2 separate regions of the Mus musculus genome follow, and region 1 is linked to region 2. The links are chromatin contacts, called in public HiChIP or PLAC-seq maps. All regions are on one chromosome and are shown on one strand. The core of a region is the stretch at or near the end of the contact, and the rest is flanking DNA. Distances in the headings are between cores, read along the strand shown.

Region 1 (3,767 bases), core at 719-3,218, 500 kb before region 2:
TGCCTGGAGCCGAGACGAAGGCGGAAGAGCTCACCAGATTGAGTTGCTCAGTGACATCCTTGATCTCAGGTTTTAGGCGTTGCAGGAGGACCACAATCTTCTCATTGCAGTTCACTGGGCCACAGGGGGGACCTGGAGAGCGCGCAGTGGGTCAGGGAATGACTGGGCCACAGGGGGGACCTAGAGAGCGCGCAGTGGGTCAGGGAATGACTGGGCGTGCGAAGTTTGGAAAGGGGAAAGCAGAACCGCAGCCTGGAAGCTCTGGGTCACCAGTGTCTTCCCAGCACCTCGCTTCCCCGTACCTTTGTCGTCTTCGTCCCCTTTCTTCTTCTCTTCCTTCTCTTCCTTCTGTAGGGAGGAAGACAGGACTGAGGCTGATGCTCTCTATGGCTGGCCCACCTCCCAGGTCTCCCAGCTTGCCTCCTGTTGCTTCTTCCGCTCCTCCTTCTCTTTCTCTTTGACTGGATCGGGTACTGGGATGTCCAATGGAGCCTTCAGATTGCTCAGGTTGGCTTCATTGAGAGCTGGCTCCTAGTGGTACGGCTGGAGATGAGGGTGTTCCTCTCATCTCACCCCACCCCCATCCCTGGGCTCCTCTTGAGTCCTTGCCTGGGGAGCCCCCGAGTACCTTTAAGAACGCATCCAACTCTGAGATTTTCTTGGGAAAATAGCTCCCAAGCAGGTTCTCTGTCTGGGTAAGACAGTGGAGGAGGACAGGGTCAGAAGCAAACACCCTTTCCAAGGCAGTGATGTAAGGGCTCACACTGCCCAGCGAGGGAGGCCAGAGTTGGGGGAGCTGGGTGGGGGTGGGGTCCCTGATGAGTTAGGTCTTACCTTGCTACACAGGTCTTCACGGAACACATCCACCTGTAGGGTATAGATAGGCAACCCTTCAGAAACCTAGCTTTAAGGCTAGTTCTTTTGAGGACAGTTCCCTTTAGGTGTAGGGGCTGACTTGGGGAATAGAGAAGCCACATCTGAAGAAAGTCAGATGGGTCCCTATATAGGGTGGCCTGGGGTGGTATGGTAGTTTTCAGCACACCTGAATCAGGGAAGAGTTCAATGGATCCCCAAGGGAGGCTGAATTTGGGGATAAGAATATTTCTGGGCAAGCTGGGTGTGATGGCACACGCCTTTAATCCCAGCACTCAGGAGGCAGAGGCAGGTGGATTTCTGAGTTCAAGGCCAGCCTGGTCTACAAAGTGAGTTCTAGGACAGCCAGGGCTACACAGAGAAACCCTGTCTCGAAAAACAAAACAATCAAAAAATATATATGTATGTGTGTGTGTGTATGTATATATATATTTATTTATTTCTGGGTCACCAGAGTTGTGCAAGAGGCGATAAGAGAGCCCTGTGGCCAGGCGTGGTACCACAGGCCTTTAATCCTAGCACTCCAGAGGTACAGACAGGTGGAACTCTGAGTTCAAGGCCAGCCTGGTCTACATATCCAGTTTCAGGAAAGCCAGAGCTACATAATAGAGGGACCCTGTCTCAAACCAAACAGAACCCTAAGACAGTGGGCAGAGAGAGTGCAGGTGCGTGCCCTTTCCGAGGGAAAGTCTGAGGTGGCTAGGGCAAGTCCCTCTCAAGGTCTCTGTGTGTAGCCCTGGCCCCAAGCCAGCAGACTTCACACTAGCTTCTAGGCTCCATTTCACCCCACTGGACCACAGCCGCCTCACCTACTCCCAAGGGATCAGGTGCTTCTGGCAGTAGCTAGGGAGCAGAACCCCCCCAACCCCCACTCAGGTGAGGGGGGCTAGGAAGTGGGCTCCCCCAGAGCTCTGGTCTGCTCTGAACCACGCCTCTCTAAAGCCTCTACTCCCCACTCGAACCCGCAACGCTCACCTTGGCTTGGGCTTCGGGATGGACCCTCAGTGTGGCCATGGCCAGAGCCGGGGGGTGGTGGTGAGCGCCGCACGAGGAACCTGGGGTGGGCAGCGGGAAGGGAAAGCGAAAGCACAGCTCGAAACCTGCACGGCCTTCCTGGGTTTGGGGAGTGGAGGGACTGGAGGAGGCGGGGACAGCCTACTGAGAGGCGGGGGCTCCGCCAGCAGCCGGAGTAGCGTTTCCGCCCGGCGCTCGGGTCTCTCCGTTTGGCAGCCAGGCCCGCCTCCCAACCAACGCCAGCACCCCTGCCCCTTCCCATCCTCGCCTGCCATTTCCCGGCACCCCCTGCTTCTGCTAGGGCCAGGGCAATAAATAAGCCTTACATGGGGGTTTAAAATCCTTAATGATCTGGAGTATGATCTGGTCTCTCTTCGTCTTCCCAGCGTGGTCCCCTGCCTAATATACTCCCGCCCACCAGACGATTATGCGGAGATGCTGGCACCATCCTTATACAAGAGTCAATCAGCTCTGCACAAAGCCATTGTGGCACCCTCTATTCCCCAATAAACCACTCCCCCACAGCAGGGACTCAGGCCTCTATGATAAAATCCATAAAGACTTTTCTTTCACAATCCTCTTCAAGTCCATTGCTTTCCACACTCATTCATTACACAAGCAAATACTTGTAGGCAGTGTTTATTCAGCTCCAAGGACTCTGCCCTTGAGAAATCTGCAACACTCTTCCCCTTAATGTCCTCACCCAGTTCTCAGCTTGGATGTCAATTTTTCTGAGAGAATGTTCTGCCATCATTCTTCAAATGTTCCGCCACCATTTTTCAGAAAGTACTTTCCCCGCTCAGTACGGCCACTGGCACCTGTGACTCTGATACCAGCCATTTTTGTTGTTGTCATTTGTTTTGTTTTTGAGTCAGGATAATACAATGGTTTAAACAGGAGCCAGGCAAACTTTCTGCAAGGGCTTAGTGATAGCTATTTAGTTTTGGGAAGTGTTAATATGCGGGTAGTAATATAGTAATTATGTGTATGTATGTATATACAAATATGTGTGTGTATATATATATATGTGTGTGTGTGTGTGTGTGTGTGTGTATAAAATCAGAATAGTAATAACCCTGAAAGGAAAGCAGCTCACGAAATTAATTAGTGCAGATGACTTTCAATAGAACTGCCCGGTGTAGTGGCACACGCCTTTAGTCCCAGCACTTGGGAGGCAAAGGCAGGCAGATTTCTGAGTTCGAGGCCAGCCTGGTCTACAGAGTGAGTTCCAGGACAGCCAGGGCTACACAGAGAAACCCTGTCTGGAAAAACCAAAAATAAAATAAAATAAATAAATGAATTATTAACTTATGGATTGGAGATTTTGAGTTTCATGTAATTTTCACACATCCAGAAATATTTTTCCAACTTTTTCTTTCCCGAGACCAGGTTTTTCTGTGTAGCCCTGGCATCCGCAGAGGGAAGCTGGTGCATCTAAAGGCTGCTTTAGTGGTACCGTCCCTCGACATCACAGCCCCCGAAAGACCCGGAAACCAACAGGATGGAAGTCACGTACAGGAAAACACAGGTCAGCAACTTCAAGAAATGATGAGGAAGGAACTTGAGCATCTTACCCTTCCCATTCTCTCTCTCGTCCCGAAAAGAATCGGAGGAGACAGAGCCAGGCCTGGTATGCTTTTATTTCTTTCAGTTATGTTTGCGCATTGAGCGGGATCGAGGGAAGAGCCCGTGGCCTGGGATCCCAGGGGACCAGGGTTGATGGTACCAGCTGCCATAGGTAAGGTACCAGGCAAACGTGCCTACTGCCGCACCCACCACCTTGTGGGTATATTGATGGAAATAGATGACCGTGCAGAGCAGCAGGAAGTTCCAGAGGCCCAGCAGCAGCACATTGAGTAGGAAAACAAGACGCAGTGGGG
Region 2 (3,501 bases), core at 370-2,869:
GCCTCGAACTCAGACATCCACCTGCCTCTGCCTCCCAAGTGCTGGGATTGCCCGGCCCGTTGAGATCACTTACTGCTCTTGTGAGGTCCCAGTTCCCAGCACCCATGTCTAGTGATTCACAACTGCCTGTGACTCCAGATCCAAAGGGAATGTAAATGCTGCAGGGGGAGGCCATACCAGTTTGGGCTCAGTATTAGCTGCTTCCCTAGCCTGCGTGTGAGCCGGGGAAACATCCTCCTTTTGCTCTGAGGTGATGAGTGTCTCCAGACCCAGCAGCCAAGAGCTGAGTGAGGAGCTCAGAGGTAAAGCCTCGTCCAGCATATGCAAGACCCCCGGTTCAATCGCCAGCAGCAGAACAATAAACCAAGGCCAAGTAAGTAAGGCTTGAGTTCTGCCAACCTCCTAGGGAATCTCGACCTATCAGCTGAGGCAGGAGGATCATGGGTAATCTACTGCCAGCCTGGGCTTTAGAGGAGGGGCAAAGAGGGATAATCGCCAAGCAAAGCAGTAAATGGTGGGAGGACTAGGTGTGAACCTGGCCCCATTGAGAGGCGGAGCAGGAGGAATGCCAGCCTCCTTCCAAACACTGTGCTCTGCCCCGAGGGAGGGGATGGCCAAGCAGGGGGTAGAGCATGGCCCTCACTGACACCCAGGCCATGCACTCTGTATATTGATTGCCCTTATGGCCCTCACCCCATTACTCCCAGGTTTCCACGTGAGGAAGTAGTCTGGATAAGCAAGGTTGAGTGCTGGTGAGGGCCCGGGCCAGCATGACTTTGGTCTCTTACACTTGAAGATGTAAAGCTCAGGGCTGGTAGAGTCTTGGTGCCCAAGCTGTTGCCACAAAATCTTTTGCCCTTCACTGGGCCTGAGGAAATGGAGGGGGGCAGGTTTTGTTTATTCGGTTTGCAGAGCTGGGGCTTGGTGGTGTTCCCTCTGTGACCAGCAGGGGGCAGTGGTGCTTCTCCTAATCTGATCCAGGTGGGGCTTGGAGGGAAACACCCTGGGCCACCGTGGCTTCAAATTCTGTGGCGCCTCTAACTCCATTTCCATGCTCTGCCCTTGCCCCCTGGCTCCAGGACTTCTCTAGTTGTCTGTCAGTTTCCCATCCTACAGGGTCTCAAAGACTACCTTAAAGATCTTCCACTTGTATGCTGAACCTCAAATTCAAGCCTTTCAGTTTCTGCCTCCTGATATATGTGTGTGTGTGTGTGTGTGTGTACATATATGCCTTACTCTTCAGGTCAGTAATTATGACTGCCTTCTGTTTGCGGGACAGCAGTTCCTGTCGAGCCTTGAAAGCACTCCCAGGCTTCCCTCTCTTGAGTAACAGGCAGACAGGAAAACCTGGCGGAAGGGGGAAGGAGACAGTTCCCAGAACGAAAAGCCTGTTTCTCCACAGCCTTGCCTTATCCCTTCCTCTCCACCTCACCCTAGTGAGGAGCTGGGACGGGAGGGAAGAATGGAAGGCCACGAGGGAGCTCCCAGGACTGAGGGCCGCTTTAGAGCTGTCGATCCATCCATCTTTCGGGGCGACTGCACCCTCAGAACTCTCCGCCCTCCCTAGGCTCCAGGGCTCCCTCCTTCCATTCCCCGTGGTGGCAGCAGCCTTGTAATTTAAAGCTCTCCCTGTCGCCTCTAATGCGATCCTCCGGTTTTATTGACTCGCTCTGCGGTCTGTGGCGCCCCTTCACATCAATCTCCGCTCTAATCACACGGCTGCCACTGCCTGCTCTGCGGAGGCCCAGCCCTTTCCTCTACTGTCCCCCACCTCCAGAACACCAGCCGCCTTCGCTCCAATTCCTTCTGAGCTGTAATGTCATGGTCTGTGGCGGCTGCCTTCTGCCTCTACCCTCCTGTGAGACCAGGCCCACGGGAGAGCTGCTCTTAAGAAATGCTGGGAACCACAGGAAGAAATGGCTGTGGGACAGGGGTGACTGAGAATCTTGGCTAGGGATAGCAGGTAGATGAGCCCCGATTTTTTAGAGGCTTTCGTGCCATCAACAGTTCAAGGCAAGAAGGGCAAAACAAAAAGGGGGCTTAGAGCTTCAGAGGGGGAAGTCAGAAGCGGGAGGCAGAAGGATTAAAAGTGGGGAACACCCTGGCCACAAAAGTCTAATCGCTAGTGCGCGGTGGGAGAAACTTCGGAGAAAGGGACGAGGGAAATAGGTAGGGGAGAGATAAATTTGCAATGGAAATTCTCTCCTGAAGAGGAGGGATAGGCTGGGAGGTAGGGAAGAGATTTGCAATTTTAAATAAGCCACCAGCTGACCTACCCGGCTGTGTTACGGGTCTCACCCACAAGCTGGCCAAAAGCTGAGCCCCTTTGGTTTCTACTTAGCAACCCAGCAGTCCTTTTCTAGTAGGAGAATTAAGCTTTAGAGAGAGCGGGAATCTGGGAGTTACTCCAGGGTCGGGTCCTATTCAGGCTGCCTCTGAGCTGTGATGTAGCACTGTGAGTGGAGAGCCAAGAGGGAGCTGAATGCTTGTAAGCGGGGCTCGTCTGCTGCCCCGGCAGGTGAGTTAAAGGGCCCACCATGTCAACCCTCAGCTCTCCCTATCTAGTGGGGCCCAGCCTGTGGAAATGACTGAACCCTCACAAACCAACAAACTTAGCATCCTCTGTCCCACCAAGGATCCTCAGAAGGAATGCCTTTCTCCATCAATGCTAGGGCTCCACCCCCAGCCCCACCCAGATTCGTCATTTTCCTTTGATTTCCAGGTACTTATTTGCATCTCATTAGCATGCTAGTTCTGCCCCTCAAGGTTCTTGAAGGTTCTGACTCAGGCCAAGCTGGATTCCCAGGGGCAGGAGGGAAGAGGGAAGTGGGAAAGCAACCAGGCTCCTGGACCAAGGACCCATATCAAATCTGGGACTCTGGAGATGAGGGTTAAGGACGGCCCAAGGAGTAAGAGGCCACCCCCTCGCCCTTTCTCTGAACCAGTGTGGCCTGAATGTTAGACAGTTTATCATTAGAGATTGTTGTTGATTCAGAGAGAAAGAGGAGTTAGATGGATTCATGGGGAACTGATAATTTTGAAGAAGGCCTGACAGCTCCTCCCACACACAAACCAACCTCCCTCCCCGCTCCTAACCCCCTCTAACTCTACAGGGTCTCATGTATCCTAGGCTAGTCTTGAACTTGCTGTGTAGGCAGGACTTCTGATCCTCCTGCCTCTACTGCCCGAGTACTGGAATTACAAGCATGAACCTACCCCCAGCCCCCAACTGATGCAGAGCTGGGAACTGAGCCCAGGACTGCTTGCATGCTAAGCAGCCCTACTGTGTGCTAAGCTGTTCCCCCATTTTGGAGCCCAGTTACTATCAGTAACCTTTGAGAATGCTGTGCAATGCAGTGAGACCCTGATAAGTCCTTTAGCTGGTGCCAAGACCACGCTATAAATACTTGAACAGCTGCTAGTACCATTATTACTAGGACTTGTTACTAATATTTGTATCTTCAATTTGGAGAGTAGAGAGGGCTACAAAGGAGCGAGCTA

The links. HiChIP or PLAC-seq counts read pairs in DNA pulled down with a chosen protein or histone mark.
Region 1: a contact with region 2 is called in an H3K27ac HiChIP or PLAC-seq map of epiblast stem cells, with 6 times the contacts expected there. The contact joins the promoter of Psme1 here to the enhancer-like site in region 2. A contact is called at or near these places in 6 of 39 promoter capture datasets (the 3T3-L1 cell line, the C10 cell line, cranial neural crest and 3 more), 8 of 115 datasets of contacts at active chromatin or transcription factors (astrocytes, embryonic forebrain, embryonic hindbrain and 4 more) and 1 of 9 other capture datasets (pancreatic islet).

Annotation. Positions count from the first base shown.
Region 1 is chr14:55,576,695-55,580,461 of GRCm38.p6, reverse strand. It overlaps Psme1 (proteasome (prosome, macropain) activator subunit 1 (PA28 alpha)), which reads right to left and starts at 1,968. Exons shown (of 11, transcript NM_011189.1): 1 at 1,849-1,968; 2 at 835-867; 3 at 629-691; 4 at 421-531; 5 at 303-348; 6 at 35-132. The coding sequence starts at 1,887. Fitm1 (fat storage-inducing transmembrane protein 1) reads right to left here. Exons shown (of 2, transcript NM_026808.1): 2 at 3,510-3,767. The coding sequence ends at 3,535.
Region 2 is chr14:55,076,884-55,080,384 of GRCm38.p6, reverse strand. The region is part of intron 1 of Zfhx2 (zinc finger homeobox 2); the gene reads left to right. Among named protein-coding and RNA genes, the nearest start is that of Zfhx2, 13 kb to the left of the region's middle. Within about 2 kb of position 1,619, at least 107 of the 459 cell types and tissues checked have an H3K27ac peak or open chromatin away from gene starts, as enhancers often do. A contact at or near this core is called in embryonic forebrain, embryonic stem cells, epiblast stem cells and 2 more, where this site is marked.